Linked DNA regions of Hordeum vulgare: region 1 is linked to region 2. Evidence: chromatin contacts called from public Hi-C data. All regions are on one chromosome and are shown on one strand. Each heading gives the region's core, a stretch centred on a gene start, on an enhancer-like site or on the middle of the called end of the contact. The rest is flanking DNA. Distances are from core to core; before and after follow the strand shown. Region 1 holds the start of LOC123407578. Region 2 holds the start of LOC123413205 (probable calcium-binding protein CML21).

Region 1 (3,046 bases), core at 456-2,955, 120 kb after region 2:
TTGTAACAGCACCCATCGAACGCCCCCAAAGACCTATGCAAGAGACTTCCTTATTCTTCCGCAAAAAGGACACCACAGACTTGAGATCCTGTTTCTGGTAGTTGTATGTTTTTTCAGAACAGTGCAATCACTAAATTATAAAAAAGTTGTTTGAAATTTATAATGAATGTTCACCTCGTGCCAACCAAGGCTGACATACTCTCCCCCTGATAGCCCCGATCCAGCGAAATCAAGTGCAAAAAGTGTGATGTTTGAAGGCAGAAGTATGACAGCAGCTTCGTTTGCATCTGCTCTGCACCCACTGCATTAGGTTTAAAAAAAAAATCAATTGGCCAGCATTATTGGTGATTATTTAAGGTATACACTAAATGTGAAAAGAAAATAGATGCCATCATTAATCCTGATACATCACTACGTGTTTATTGTTAAACAGTAGAACATAGACAACTATATTTCCAAATCCACTGAATCAGAATGTCAGTACCTATTCCCATGGCAGTAGATCACACATGGAAGGGCGGTGTTTTCTGGGATGACGGCGGGAACATAGTGGCTGCACTTTAAGGTCTGGTTTCTTTCATTGGAAAGCTGCCACAACATACAGGTACAAGAATAAGTCCAATATACAATAATGTTGATAATCGGCATAAAGTCTTTCCATTGGCAAATGGAACCCAGCAAAGAGCCTCAATAACTGCTCCCCTTACTTGCCTCCAAATCTATTCGTTTGTACTTTCTTCCTGCAAGAGTAAACTCTGGCTCCCATAAATACTGATCTGGGTTGTACTCTGCACTGTAAATATACATCCAGTTAACCAGCTGAGAGCAGTACATATATAGAGAGAGAAAAGGATATCATTTGATGAATACCAAAGTTCTGGGAGCTTTAACATCCACTTTCATGTGTCTTAAGAAAAGGCATAAATTAAATTTGAGAGAAGCGCGGTTGAGTTGAAACTACATGTGTTAACGAAATGCAAAAGTTTGTTGCAATTGCCATTTAGTATCTCAGATCAGTTTAACTTTGCCACTAGAGAACTTATGATTAGGAGGAGCTACTTGTCCACCTCGAACACTAGTACACGATTCTCTATAGCAAGGCTTCACGCCTTCACCAACAAACTTTGGCTCATACGCTTGCTTAACCTTTTGTATTTTGAGCACATAACTTACACGCTGTCGAGTGCTACACTTTGAGCATTGGTAACATTACTATGAGATGCCAAAATTCACTACAATTCCCCACAAGCTTGGATTACGCCTTGATAGACGAATCACAGTACACTCGTACTTGCAGAGCAAAGTATGACCATCGAAAGCACGTAGACATCATTATACTATGACAACAAAAGTCAAAAGTAGCACGTTCGACCTACTCGTAGCTGAAAGCAAACTAAAATTTGGCAAAGCAGTGAGAATAAGCCAGCAAGGCGGTTACCGTGGCGGGCGGATGACGAAGTTAACGAACTGCTCGATCATGGCGCCGCGAGAGCTCCCCAACCACAGACGCAGCGGCGGCGGCGGAGGCTTCCGGGGCTCATGTACCGCGGCCGCCCACCAGCTTCCCCCACACACCAACCTACCTCCACCAACCCGCGGAAATCAACTCGAGCCGAGTCCAACCGGGAGCCGACCCCCTAAAATTCCCTGCGCACAACCACGGATCTGCGCCGACCGCAGCGGCAGCTCGCGGCACCGCCGAGCCTGTCCCGCCGGATCCGGCGCGGTCCCCGGCGAGCCGCAGCTCGAAATGCCCGCCGCGAGCCGCGAGGCCCGGCCAGCGGCGTGGGGAGGCGGGGTTTTCCGGGGCGCCGGCGACGGGGACGGGGAGCGAGTGGGGCCGGCTGGCTGCGGCGGGGGATCGGACGGACGGAGTTGGGAGGGATGGGCCGCGTGGGAAATGTGAACGTTAAAGAGGACGATGTGACGAGGAAAAAAAATATAAAACTGGGTTTAAAATGGGGCTTTGCTTTGCTGCTGTTTATTCGCGCTTTTGTACTTTAGCCCCTGAGGTTTTCCGGGACGCATGTGCGGCGCCGTCTCGCGGCACATGCGCCGTGCATGGGGCGTACATGGGGCGTGGCCCGAAAGGCGGTGGCAGTTGTGCGCTGATTGGTCTGCTTTTGCACGGGCCATGTACCGGCACTGCTTCTCGGCTTCTCTTTTCTGGTTAGGATTAGGATGTGGATGCGAGTTGTAAAGAGATGAATATAGTACCCCTAAAAAGAAGACCGCAATATAACTTTCGCTGTCGGAGATGGCATTTGCGGACGACCTGGCATTTTTAGTGTCATTGGGGTGTCATTTTTAGTGTAGTGCATGACGGTTCGTTTATTTTGAGGCAAATTTATTCAGAAACTGCCATTTGTGTGATCTGAATCATGTGGCTGTGAAGTAGAGAGTAGTTCACTAGAATAAGTCAGCCAGATAGCATTTTCCTAGAAAATGATGGATATTGCAACTGTGAAGCACCGAGGGAGCAATTTTGTGGAGACGCTCTAAATAGAATAATGGCTAGGCCTTCTCAAACAGCTTGTACAATATATATAGCGAGAGCTCATTGAACTATCTAGTCGGGTTATCACTGAGCATTTCTTTGGCGATAAATATCTCGTCGATGATCACTTCGTGGAAAGCAATGGCGTAGACAATCATTCACGGGGCATGTCAATGTCGACAACCAAAGTCATGCATCATGTGGCATTCTATAGCACACTCTATGGGAATTTATCGCTATAGTATAGCGAAGCAAGCGTGGGGTCGGCATGATGTTGCCCTCCACCCCTGGCAAAAAGAGCATCTAAACTCCAAAAATCTGAAACCAGACAATAAATAAATGTTGTTGCAGTGCTCCAACTCACCCTGGGCATAGTTCAAATATGAATATCGTAATTATTTTTTAGGAAACTTATACTATCCTCCGTGGTCTTTCCAGTTATAGAGTTGGAGTTGCCATTTTTCTTTGAAACACATTCTTATGTCGTTGAGTTTTGTAAGAACTTAACATGAGCTTAAACCTCGTGAAGATCAATGCGCTCTCTCTATA
Region 2 (3,259 bases), core at 714-3,213:
AAAAAAAATCACCAAGAAATTGGGCTACTACGAACTGGAGAACTCACCAAATCTTTTCATGGCTATACGGCCAGCAGAGCGTTCCCCTGGTATGCTCTCATTTATTGCTTGAATCATCTCATCCTTACTCACATACCCATCCTTGTTCTTATCCAAGAAGACAAATGCATCAACCAAGGTCTCAAAAGTTGACTCAAGATCTCCTAATCCCATCTTTGTTTTCTGCGTTTTCAGTTAAGGAAACAGTAAAACTCCTGCATAATTAGTGTACGAGAACTAAAACAGGAACTGAATGCAGAAGTCCGTGAATATCATCTAAGAAATATTGATAATCCAATCATATTTATGATATGATATCCTTTTAACGGGAAACAGTGTATAAAGAATGAAGGATACTGCTTCTGATGCAGCAGGGTCATTGAGAAGATAAACAAGGCACAGAAAGACAATGAACTCATTGTACTTCATGCCCATATCTTCATTTATGTCGCAAGCTTCAAAGAGATCACTTATCTCCTCCTCTGTGAATGAGATTTCCAGCTTCTGAAAGCAATTCTTGAGCTCTTCTTTATCAATTTCACCATTGGAATCTTCATCTGAGAAAGGTAGGAAGCAAGTTCCGGATCTGTTAGTTACACAAAAAGCAAGAAATGCCTAAATTAATTATGCTCCTTTGCACAAGTCGGTTAATATTTGTCAAAGGGCAGCATTCTTCCGCATAGGCACTGCTGCACTGTAAAACATCACTTGAACTCAACAGTTTATTGGAAGGAACAATAAGTGAAACAAGAGTTCAGATATCAACAATTTATTGACCCGCTCCTCCTTCATTATAACTTGAAAACATAGCAAGCAAGATCTCCATCGCAATTTGTTAGCTATGAACTTAGAAGGACAAGAGAAAACTGACTAGCACACAAAGAGGGCTCACCGAATTGCTGAAAGATAGTCTTGCATTTTCTCAAGCCCTTGTCGATTTTCGCGAACTTCATGATAATACTGTTGAACGACTTGACCGAAGTTCCATGCGACGCTCTCTGCTTCATGGACTCCACCATCTTCGACTCTAGCTTCATACCGTGGGAGCTCTGCCTGCCGGCGTCGTGGCGTCCAAACACGCCCCCCATGCCAGCACTTCACTTCACTCAGTGCCCACAACTGGTAGTGGATACACACCAAATGACCAAACAGTAGCAGCACCTGAAAATGAGTCTCAACCTTTGGTGACCGCTTCAGAGCACTATAATATCCTGCAAGTAGTAGCAGAACCAAACTATGCTCGCCGCTAGTCACCGCACTCAGATTCACAACTCACTAAAATATCATTCTTTTTCACACGAGAAGAACATGACTCCCAGCAATTCATCGTCACAGCCATCAACCAATCAGCTAATCACAAGACAGCGCGTACGCAAAGACTGAACCCGAAATGAACAGTGAGGAAATCAGCAGTGGCGGCACGGGCAGGGCGCGCGATAGCAAACAACGAGGGCCTACTTCACAGCAATAATTAATAACGAGTAAGTATAAATAATCTCGGCACAGGCAAGTCCCCACCTAATCCTACCTACCCATCGGGCTTCGGGCTCAGTTGGGTTGTCGCGTACAGCCAAATCATCGTCTACCAAGAAGAAACCTGCAGAGGTCCAGGACTCCAGGTTGCTTGCGCGCGCGCAGGACGAACAGGCCAGCCGCAAGAAAACCACGCTGCATCGATCAGGGTGTAGAGACTACGAGTGGGTAGAGCATGGGCTTGCCTTGCCTGGGCTCGACTCGGAGGTCGGTGCTGCGGATCCGCACGGGGATCCAGAACCGGAGGCGCTGATCGGCGGCGGGGGGAGGCGCGATATTTTTCCTTCTTCGCCGCTGGGATCCTTCGGGTCTGGGGGAGGCGAGGGAAGCTTTTCCTTTTCGGTGCAGCAGATAGGAGAAGGAGGGTGGCGAGAGCGGCGTGAGGTGGCAACGGCCTGCGCCACAGGACCGGGCGAGGATGGTTTTGTGCGGCTGACATGTGGGGGCAAGACGAGGTGGGGTCCAGGATTCAGGGAGTGATAGGTGGGGCATAGGGTGGTGGGTGGGTGGCTCTGGAATGGCGATGACTTCGCCCGGATGACACGCCGGGTGGCGGGTGCCCCGTGAATGAAGAGCCGACCTCGGACCGTTTGTCTCGCTGTCGCCGTTTCCTTTTATTTATTTCCTTGATTATTGTTTTTCTGGGAAAAAAGTTCTCCATTAACTCATGGGGGCTTCTCAGCCATAGCCAGATTTACAACAAAGTCCATTCCGACAACCAGCTATACTGTTGTGCCTTGTGCGCAGAGTACTGCCACAATAGGGTTCCAGCTCATGTTTTTTTTAAATGATAGTTATCCCGTGTTCATTAAAAAAAGAGTTTTTTATTAATTAGAAAAAGCCGAGCGAAAATCAGATTGCTGAGTTGATCATGAAAAACCAGGCGAAAATCATTACAACTGTTAAGCAGCACACACAAGAAACCCACCCACCAATGAAGGCATCACTGAGACAGCATACATGCGTCATTGTCATCACTCCTCCCCTAGACGCGTCATCGTCATCCGTAAATCCTGAGCAAACGACTCCGACTTTGCCGTAGGCGATCATCGACTCAACGCGCACTGTAAAGGCCGCGTGAAGAAGTATGAAGAACCGCGCCAAAACTCAGCCATCTAAACCAGGCAGCGCAGCTCCGGCTTTGACGAAGAGCTACAAAGGACAAACCAGGCACGGTTGGCGTCACGAAAGCTCGTCGAACGGTTCACCTCGAGCGAGTCATCGTATACCAGAGGGCCCCGCCGCAGCAGCTTCGACTTCACATCAACAAACAAACAGAGACAGACGCACGAACACGCCGAAGAAGAGCCGATTATCGCAACAATTGCCATGTCGGCGACATCGCTCCCACCACCATCGTTGCCACAACCGATGTCATCCACCGGTCTCGCTTGTTGATGCCTAGCTCCCAAGATGAAGCCCTCAAGAGGGAATGCAACGCCAAGGCGCCGCCGTCGTCCGATCATAGATCAAGGGTTTCCCCCGGAGATGCCGAGATGGTCGGATCCACACGGGAGGGGTGCGACAGCAAAGCAACAATGCCTCCGGGAAGGTCAACGACGGCCATAGCCACCAGCATCGCTAGCCACGGCATAAAGTCAAGACACGGTCTTCACCCCAACTGCCACAGCCACACATCATCCCGCACTGGCGCCGACAAGCCCAACAATCACCCCACCATCGGAGT

Evidence for each region. Hi-C and Micro-C count contacts between places; a contact is called where the count stands out from the background.
Region 1: a Hi-C map of seedling shows a contact between it and region 2, with 4 times the contacts expected there. The contact joins the promoter of LOC123407578 here to the promoter of LOC123413205 in region 2. A contact is called at or near these places in 3 of 6 Hi-C or Micro-C datasets (leaf and seedling) and 1 of 1 datasets of contacts at active chromatin or transcription factors (embryo).

Annotation. Positions count from the first base shown.
Region 1 is chr7H:532,609,384-532,612,429 of MorexV3_pseudomolecules_assembly, forward strand. It overlaps LOC123407578, which reads right to left and starts at 1,706. Exons shown (of 14, transcript XM_045100745.1): 1 at 1,439-1,706; 2 at 712-793; 3 at 485-588; 4 at 175-301; 5 at 1-94. The coding sequence starts at 1,479.
Region 2 is chr7H:532,484,578-532,487,836 of MorexV3_pseudomolecules_assembly, forward strand. It overlaps LOC123413205 (probable calcium-binding protein CML21), which reads right to left and starts at 1,964. Exons shown (of 5, transcript XM_045106151.1): 1 at 1,758-1,964; 2 at 932-1,200; 3 at 397-596; 4 at 48-222. The coding sequence starts at 1,127.